Linked DNA regions of Athene noctua: region 1 is linked to region 2. A link is a contact called in public Hi-C data. All regions are on one chromosome and are shown on one strand. Each heading gives the region's core, a stretch centred on a gene start, on an enhancer-like site or on the middle of the called end of the contact. The rest is flanking DNA. Distances are from core to core; before and after follow the strand shown. Region 1 holds the start of SNRNP48 (small nuclear ribonucleoprotein U11/U12 subunit 48). Region 2 holds the start of CCT5 (chaperonin containing TCP1 subunit 5).

Evidence for each region. A called contact is a pair of places that touch in the nucleus more often than the background predicts.
Region 1: a contact with region 2 is called in a Hi-C map of liver, with 3 times the contacts expected there. The contact joins the promoter of SNRNP48 here to the promoter of CCT5 in region 2. A contact is called at or near these places in 2 of 2 Hi-C or Micro-C datasets (heart and liver).

Annotation. Positions count from the first base shown.
Region 1 is chr2:79,506,202-79,509,960 of bAthNoc1.hap1.1, forward strand. It overlaps SNRNP48 (small nuclear ribonucleoprotein U11/U12 subunit 48), which reads right to left and starts at 1,388. Exons shown (of 9, transcript XM_074897843.1): 1 at 1,304-1,388; 2 at 1,100-1,213; 3 at 810-870; 4 at 30-104. The coding sequence starts at 1,339.
Region 2 is chr2:79,309,380-79,313,129 of bAthNoc1.hap1.1, forward strand. It overlaps CCT5 (chaperonin containing TCP1 subunit 5), which reads left to right and starts at 2,117. Exons shown (of 10, transcript XM_074897839.1): 1 at 2,117-2,263; 2 at 3,102-3,162. The coding sequence starts at 2,159. ATPSCKMT (ATP synthase c subunit lysine N-methyltransferase) reads right to left here and starts at 1,975. Exons shown (of 5, transcript XM_074899503.1): 1 at 1,783-1,975; 2 at 1,021-1,304. The coding sequence starts at 1,299.

The DNA of each region.
Region 1 (3,759 bases), core at 138-2,637, 200 kb after region 2:
AGTAATCTCAGTATCTGCTTGTTACGTACCTTCACTGTAGCCTGTACCTTCTTTTGCACTTTGAGCTCTAGCTTGCTTAACAATGTGAAACTGTAGATCTTTATCTGCAGACAGAGGAGTCAAAAATATGACAGAACTTTTACATCAAGTACTCGGTAGAGTTAGTCTTTATTCCCCAGCCTCTATTATGAGACGTATTATGTTACAGAACACTGTGGTTTTACTTATGCATAAGGGAAGGTCTGAACTAAAAATATAATCTATTCCATATTTGAACTGAGGGAAAAAAAAAAAAAAAGAAGGATTTCTGAGTTACAGAAAAATCTCCTTCTGTGCCATTCCTATACCCCCAAATTCTAGGGCCAGTCTTTCCACCTCTGAGCATGCATTTTAGTGCACTTTCTGCACTTGATGCAAGGAGAACACAGGTAGAACCTGGAAAATAACCTAAGATGGAGAAAAAGATCCTCCTTGGATTTGAAAATGAAAACAGCCTAGTGACCTACAGAGCAGAATTACACAGCGACAGAAGCATACCAAGGGTAAATGGATGGAAACACTGTATTTTTAGGAGGCCTTGGAAAGTTTACAACTGATGAGGCAGTGGGGTGTGCTACCGCGGGGACCTGGACTCTGCCCCCTCCGCCTGGATCTCCCCTCAGCCCCATCCCCTGCCCCTCTCCGGGGGTCTCTCCTCAGTCCCATCCCCTGCCCTCTCCCCCCGGGTCCCCCCTCAGCCCCGGCTGCCCCCCCGCCGCCGCCGGGGGACGGGGACGGCCCCGTCAGGCAAAGCCCCCGCTGCCGCTCACCCATAGCGACGGTGGGAACCTTCAGGTTTTCGTAGAAAAATCTGGAGTCGTACATCTCGGCCTGCGGGACCAAGCGGCTCAGTCAAGGCCCCGGGGCTGCCCCAGCGACACCGGCTCCGGGCTCGGCCGCCCAGTCGCCCCCGGCCAGCGGGGATCCCCGCCCGCGCCCTCAGGCCGCTGCCGCCCGCTCAGCCGGGCGGGCAGGCGCCGTCCCCGGGGCAGCAGCGCCAGCTCCATGCCCTCGCCCCCCCGAGTAGGGCAACCCGCCCGCCGCCGCCCCGGGCGCCCACCTCCTCCTCTGCGGAGTAGCCCATCTTGCGGAGCCGGCAGGACGCGACGTGCCTCTCCAGCGACGCCCGGGGGACGCGGTGGTGGACGTCGTAGGGGCACGGCACCCGCTCCACCTACCAGCGAGACACGGGTCAGCGTGCACCGCCACCCCTACCCCCTACCCCCGCCCCACGCCCCCGGCGGAACCCCGGCCGCCGCCTTACCGCGTCCCCCAGCCACACCGCGCAGGGAGCCGCCATTGCGCGGCGGGAGGGTGGGCCGGCCGCCGCGGCCCCGTGACCGCCGGGGGCGGAGCCGGCGCCATATTTACTGAGGGCGCTGCTGCCACAGAGAACGGTCGGGCTGCGGCGCCACCTTGCCCGGTTCCAGGAGGGGAGGACACGCTGCCCGCGCTCTGCGGCCGGCAGCCCCGCTCCTTCCTAGCGCGGGAAGGGATTGTAAGAGCTCCGGCGCGCCGCGGCGGGAAACCCGAGGAAGAGTCAGGGCGGAGAGGCGGCAGGGGGCGCGCTGCCCGCCCGTCCGCCCGCCGTCACCTGCGGGCAGGCGGCCTCCGGCCCGGCTGCGACAGCCGGCAGGGCCCGCAGCGCGGGGGGAGGGCGCCGCCTGCCGGCGGGAGGGCGCAGCGGCGGCGCGGGGAGGCCGCGGGCCCCGCCGCGCTCTCCGAGTGCCGGGAAGCGGCGGCCGGGACGTAGCCGGTACAAAAGGGTCTCGTCAGACACAAGGACCGCTAGTCACCGGCTACCCTGTGTAAGGCCGATACTTCGTGCCTCTATTGTGTAAGCCTGATACGATCCAGGCCTCGCTAACGAATTCACTATTGAAGAGATAAAAGATTAATAAGAGGTGAGCATCCTGCCCCAGAAGGCGCCAGAGGCTGGATGATTGCCCAAGAAGCATCAAGTCTGCAAAAATATGTAGAAACGGGGGGAGAGGTAAAGGCGACAGGAGCAGATCACAACCACTGCTGACTCAATTCAAGACCGAAAAACTTGTCCCCTCCCGCAAGTAGCACGCGTGCTAATTTCCACAGCAAGTGAGGCTAATTTAAATATAACTAACCAATAGCAGATGGATTGGTAATTACAGACCAATGAGTGTAAACTTAGATAGGTTTTTACTATTCATGTAATAGGAGAAATAGGCTGTAGTTCCTTGGCGTGGCATGCTGGCTTTCTGGAATTACCCCCTAGCATCCCTCTTTGCTTAGCTGTGGGATAAAACCATTACCTTGGCTCTGAGTGTGAGACTGGCTTTTGCACACTGGGTTACAAAGCCTGTTTGAGGGACAAGGGGGAGACCCACAGAGCCCAGAGGAAGTCCTGTGCCCAGGTGCTCCAGGAACATGTTTGGTCTCTGAGGGGCAGCAGGGTCAGCGGTGCGTGGGGCCGAGGCCAGTGGGCACCAGCAGAAGATGGCAGTGGGCTGCCCAGCGCCGGTGGAAGGGGCTGGCAGCCACAGGAAAGCATCTGCAGCCAGAAACCTGGCCCCGGGTGTGAGCTCAAACCTCAGCAGCAGCAGGTCAGGCCCAGGCTCACTGTGAGCCTGTTGTGGGGGGTGCCCCACACCGTGTGGCCTCTGGGGAACAGGAGTCTGGCAGCAGCAGATTTTCTGTGAGGGTGCTGATACCTTGCTGGGGATTTTGGGGCTTCTGGCATAAAGGAGCAATGCAAACGCTGAGGGCAGCCTACTTTTTCTTCGCTAGACCCAGGCCTGGACTGCTCACCAGCTTTAGCAAGGACCGGTTTTTCTGTGCAGCGTGTGCCTGCCTGGGCGCTTCAGAGAAGGAGCCAGCCCACAAAAGCATGTGCCTGTTAGCAACAAGGCAGGAGGAACATTGGCCTCCTCAGCGCCATCGAGACCCTGATGCCAGTTTCCCTCTTGGGACACAAGAAATGTGGTACGAGCCAGCAGCCCCTCCAGCGGCCTCCCGCCACACACGAGGTGAGGGGATCCACGAGGAGCACGCTACGCAGTGCCGGGCCAGGATGCATGTTTCTCCCCAGCACTGCTCCCGCGCACATGCAGTGTAGGGGTCGGTGTGGGAGGGAGCTTCATCTGGAGCACACCTCTGGGAGGCCTGCCTGTTACTTGGCCAAAATTACGAGAGGCTTCCCCTAGAGGCTGAGGGACCATTAGGACTCAGTAAGGCTGAAATGGAGGATGAGAAAAGAACGTCTGTCCTAAGGAATAAATTTCACATGATTGACATTTGTGCTTGCCTATTTTTGTCATCTATGAGAAAAGCACATATGACTAGGAGGAAGAGTGGGTTTAACAAGGCAGGGTTGGGGGCAGGCAGCATGACAGATGTAGCTGCCAGAATAACTCTTGTACATCTGTTTTCGTTAGCAGATTACAGCCCTTTCTCTCCTGCACAGTGAATCTGAGACTCAGCTGGGATCTTAGCCCTTTGAGAGATTTGCTGTCTCTAGCTATGTTTGCCTGAGGATCTTTGACTTCACAGGATACAGAATACTTATAGTGAAGACTTCCCAGCTGCCCTTGCAATTTCATCTATGCTGTACTAGAGTACGCTCGCTAACATTAGCACATTTTATCAAATAAGAACAGCTGGGAAAAATTGTTCTGACCATCTCCACTGGAAAATACCATTTCTTCAAAATTATGAAAGTCGGGTTTGACAAAGTATCCAAGCAGA
Region 2 (3,750 bases), core at 867-3,366:
GCAGTACCTAGTCAAATTAGATCCCTCAGATGAGGGTCAACAGCCAGAATGCTGAGCAGAGAGAGCCTAAGAAACTGTAGTTCTCTCATACCTACGTGCATTTCTGTTTCTTACTTGGGTACAATTCCATCTAAACCACCTTCACAGATTTAGATTTACAAATCAGATTTTTAGTGTGGACAAACGGTTGACTCATTCACATGAAATATGGACAAAAGTAGCATTCAAGAAGTTACTTGTTTCCACTAAAAAAAAACCATTTAGCTCACCAGCCCGATGCTAAAACTGACTTAAAGCAGATGGTTATGAAACGATACATGAAACATCACAACTACAAAAAAAACCCCACACCATTCTCCACTATACCCTGACCACCACGTTTTACAAATTGGGGTTCAGACAACATCCTGGAAGCACAGTATCACTTTGGCTTTGGTGATTCCCATTGTTTCTCTTGGTAATTATTCTAGTTTCACTACATTGATTTTGAAGTGGGGCAGCCAGCACTGCTCAAAGGTGTGAAGGCTACAGTTTTAACAATACCAGTTTTTTTGTCATCCATCACTCATTTCTCGTTCTTTTGTTCTTCTATCACTTTTATACAATAAGCATAGAGCTGCAGCTCCAAAAGCCCAGTGCTATTTAATCTCACAGACTCACGCACTGCAGCTGTAAACCTATGTGGAATCACAGCTTTTCAGCAATCATAATACCAATACTTTAATCACATCTCTTCACATGAATGCAGCGCCATTCCCTCCAGCCAACAGGATGAGGTTATCGTTTCGTACCACTACCTTGTCAAGCTGCAGGTAAGACTGGAGCAAAAATAATTAATTACTCACCTAAACTAAATGTAAAATTTTCTCAGCTTTAAGCCTTTTCTTAAGACTGAAATAAAATCACTAGATGCCAAAGACAAGCCATTCATAAATAGAAGAAAACAACAGCAGCCACAACTGCAGCATTTGGCACTTTTTTGAGAGGTGATACAAAAGGACAGCAATGTCCATAACTTACAATACGGCCATCCCCGCTACCAATGTCAACTAGGGAGCCACTTCTGTTTTCTAACATTTTCAGCACATTCTGGATCTGAGTGGAAGTTGCAGGAACGAAGGGCAGGCATACTTTCCTCAGAGCCGGGGTCACGAAGGGGGTGACCACCGCATAGAGTGCCACCAAGGCCCCACCAACACCAGCAGTGACCAACAGCCCCCACCTGCTCCTTCTGGAGCTGCCCTCACAATCCTCTTGTGGGCCTGCTTCATGGCTTTTGTTTGCTAGTGCCTTGGACATCTCACCTAAAGACAGAGAGAGTATTTTCTTTAATAGCTTTATTATGTACTCACTTAAGACAAAGTAGTATATTACATCAGGGAGATAGGACATCAGGGAAAAAAAGCTTATATACCCTTAGTTGATTCCTAGACCCTAGGGAAATGTTACTATTACAGTGAGAAGCAGTTTCCATTTAAGCCCGCAGTTCTTCCCACCCAGTACAGCTTAAAGACAGCACAGGCAAAGACCTCCCTGCCACGGCCCGCCCGGGACCCCGCGCTGAGGGAAACCGAGTCCCTGAGCAGTTATTGTTCTTCCCCTCAGGAGGAACTTTTCTCCAGAGCACAACGCTGCCAGCAAGGCGGCCTCTCAGCTAACCACCCACCTACCCCGACAGCTCGAACCCCCCTCAATCCACCCAGCAGCCCTCCTCGGCCGCCATTATTTATAGGGAAGGGCAATACCACCGCGCTATGCGGGGGGGGGGGGGGACACAGAAACCTTTCTGAAGGCGCTTCGGAGTGGAGCAGCGCGCACTCTCCCGCCGTGTCTCTGTCTTTATTCCTTGACGTTCACGTCCCCCGGTGCAGGCCGCTGCTGCCGCGCTTAGCGGCCCTATTCTGTCTAATCGAGCCTGCTTCCCCCCCTGCCCCCCCAGCTGGCGGAGGGGGCCGCGGAAGCCGCGCGCCTCCCAGCGCGCCGGGTGCTTCCAGAAAGCTCCGCTGGAGGCGCCAAATAGGTCCCGCGCGCGAAAAGTGTCTCGCGGCTGCCGGCTGCGCAGGCACAGAGCGGGGCGGGGCAGGGGCGAGCGTGCTGCGTCACGGCGCGGCTGCATCCGGCGCGTGCGTGCGTGTGGTGCGGGGGAGCAGCGGCAGCCATGTCGGCCATGGGGACTCTGGCGTTTGATGAGTATGGGCGCCCCTTCCTCATCCTTAAGGACCAGGAGCGCAAGACGCGCCTCATGGGGCTCGAGGCGCTCAAGGTGAGCGGGGGGCTGCTGGGGTCGCCGGTTCGTCCGCGGGCGCCCGCTGGGCGGGCTGGGCTGGGCCGGGCCGCGCCGCGCCATGCTGCCGTCAGGGGCGGGGAGCGGCCGCCGTGGGGCCTCGGCGGGAGGATGGCGCTTGCTGGGGCGAGGTGGTCCTGCGCTTGTCTTCTGCCCCCCCTCAGGCGCAGGGCGCCTGCAGCCTGGTCCAGGCCCACAGGTGTGGGAGGTGACAGGAAAAAGAAGGCATCGGCCCCGGCGCTGGCAGTTCACCACCCGCGGCGTGAGTCCGCGCCTGAGTCGAGTGGCTTCGGAGTCGTCTCCCCTGTCAATGCGACCACGTCTCCGGGGGGCCTCTCGGGAAGGCTCCCCGCAGCCCCCTCCCTTAGATCCGTATCGGCCGCCCCCAGCTCGGTCATTGTTCCCAAGAAGGGCCGTGGCTGAGCGGGTTGGCAGCCTCGCCTGAATGCGTGTGGCTGAAACACTAACGGTGCATGTGGTTTAGGTACTGGTTGATGGAAGAGGGGCGAAATTACACTGGCTTCTCCTTTTGCCGCTGCTTGCTTCTGTTGCCCCCCCACTTTGCTTTCTGTTGCTTCCTTGGACCGTCGTTGTAGCTGCTCTGCTTTTACGTGTTTTAGCTGTGCAAGCGAAGGCACAGTAAATGTTTTTGGCATAAAAACAATACGTATGTATTAATTTTTTTCAGTCATAATTGCCTGTTGTCGGTTAAATCACAATATTTGTATTCTTTATTTTCCCCTGTACTTTTTCCTAGCTTAATGTTATGATTTTGGGATGTATGATAATGGTTTCTTATTTGTCCTTTGTTTTATAGTCTCACATAATGGCAGCAAAGGCTGTAGCAAGTACTCTGAGAACGTCCCTTGGGCCCAATGGTAATAATGAAATAATTTTAATGGTTCTTTCTCAGTAATTGTTTATCGGGATTTTCTAGATTTTTCCTTCATGCCTTGAATATGTTTTTTTAGGCTTGGATAAAATGATGGTGGACAAAGATGGTGAGGTGACTGTGACAAATGATGGTGCTACCATCCTGAATATGATGGATGTGGATCATCAGATAGCCAAGCTTATGGTGGAGCTGTCTAAATCTCAAGATGATGAGATTGGGGATGGGACTACTGGAGTAGTTGGTAAGAAAAGGTTTTAAATTTAACTTAGCTTTTCCAACTTTAAAATCAAGTTTCTTGAGCTATTTTAAGAAATTTTGTGTGAAGTAACAGCAGCTTTGTCTTAAGCACATTTTTAGAGTATTTACTGCTTTGGTGTTCTTGTCAGTTCTTGTATTAGAAGTTTTTTAATCGGAAAGACACTTTTGTGTCTTTTCTAAGTATGGTTACATTTTAAGTTACTGTTGAGACTTCTCTTTGTACTTTCAAAATTTTTATGCATAATTTTCTTCCATTATCTTCAATCTGTCATGCCTTGATGCGCATGCTTCTTTTTAGTCTAACATAAGGTAG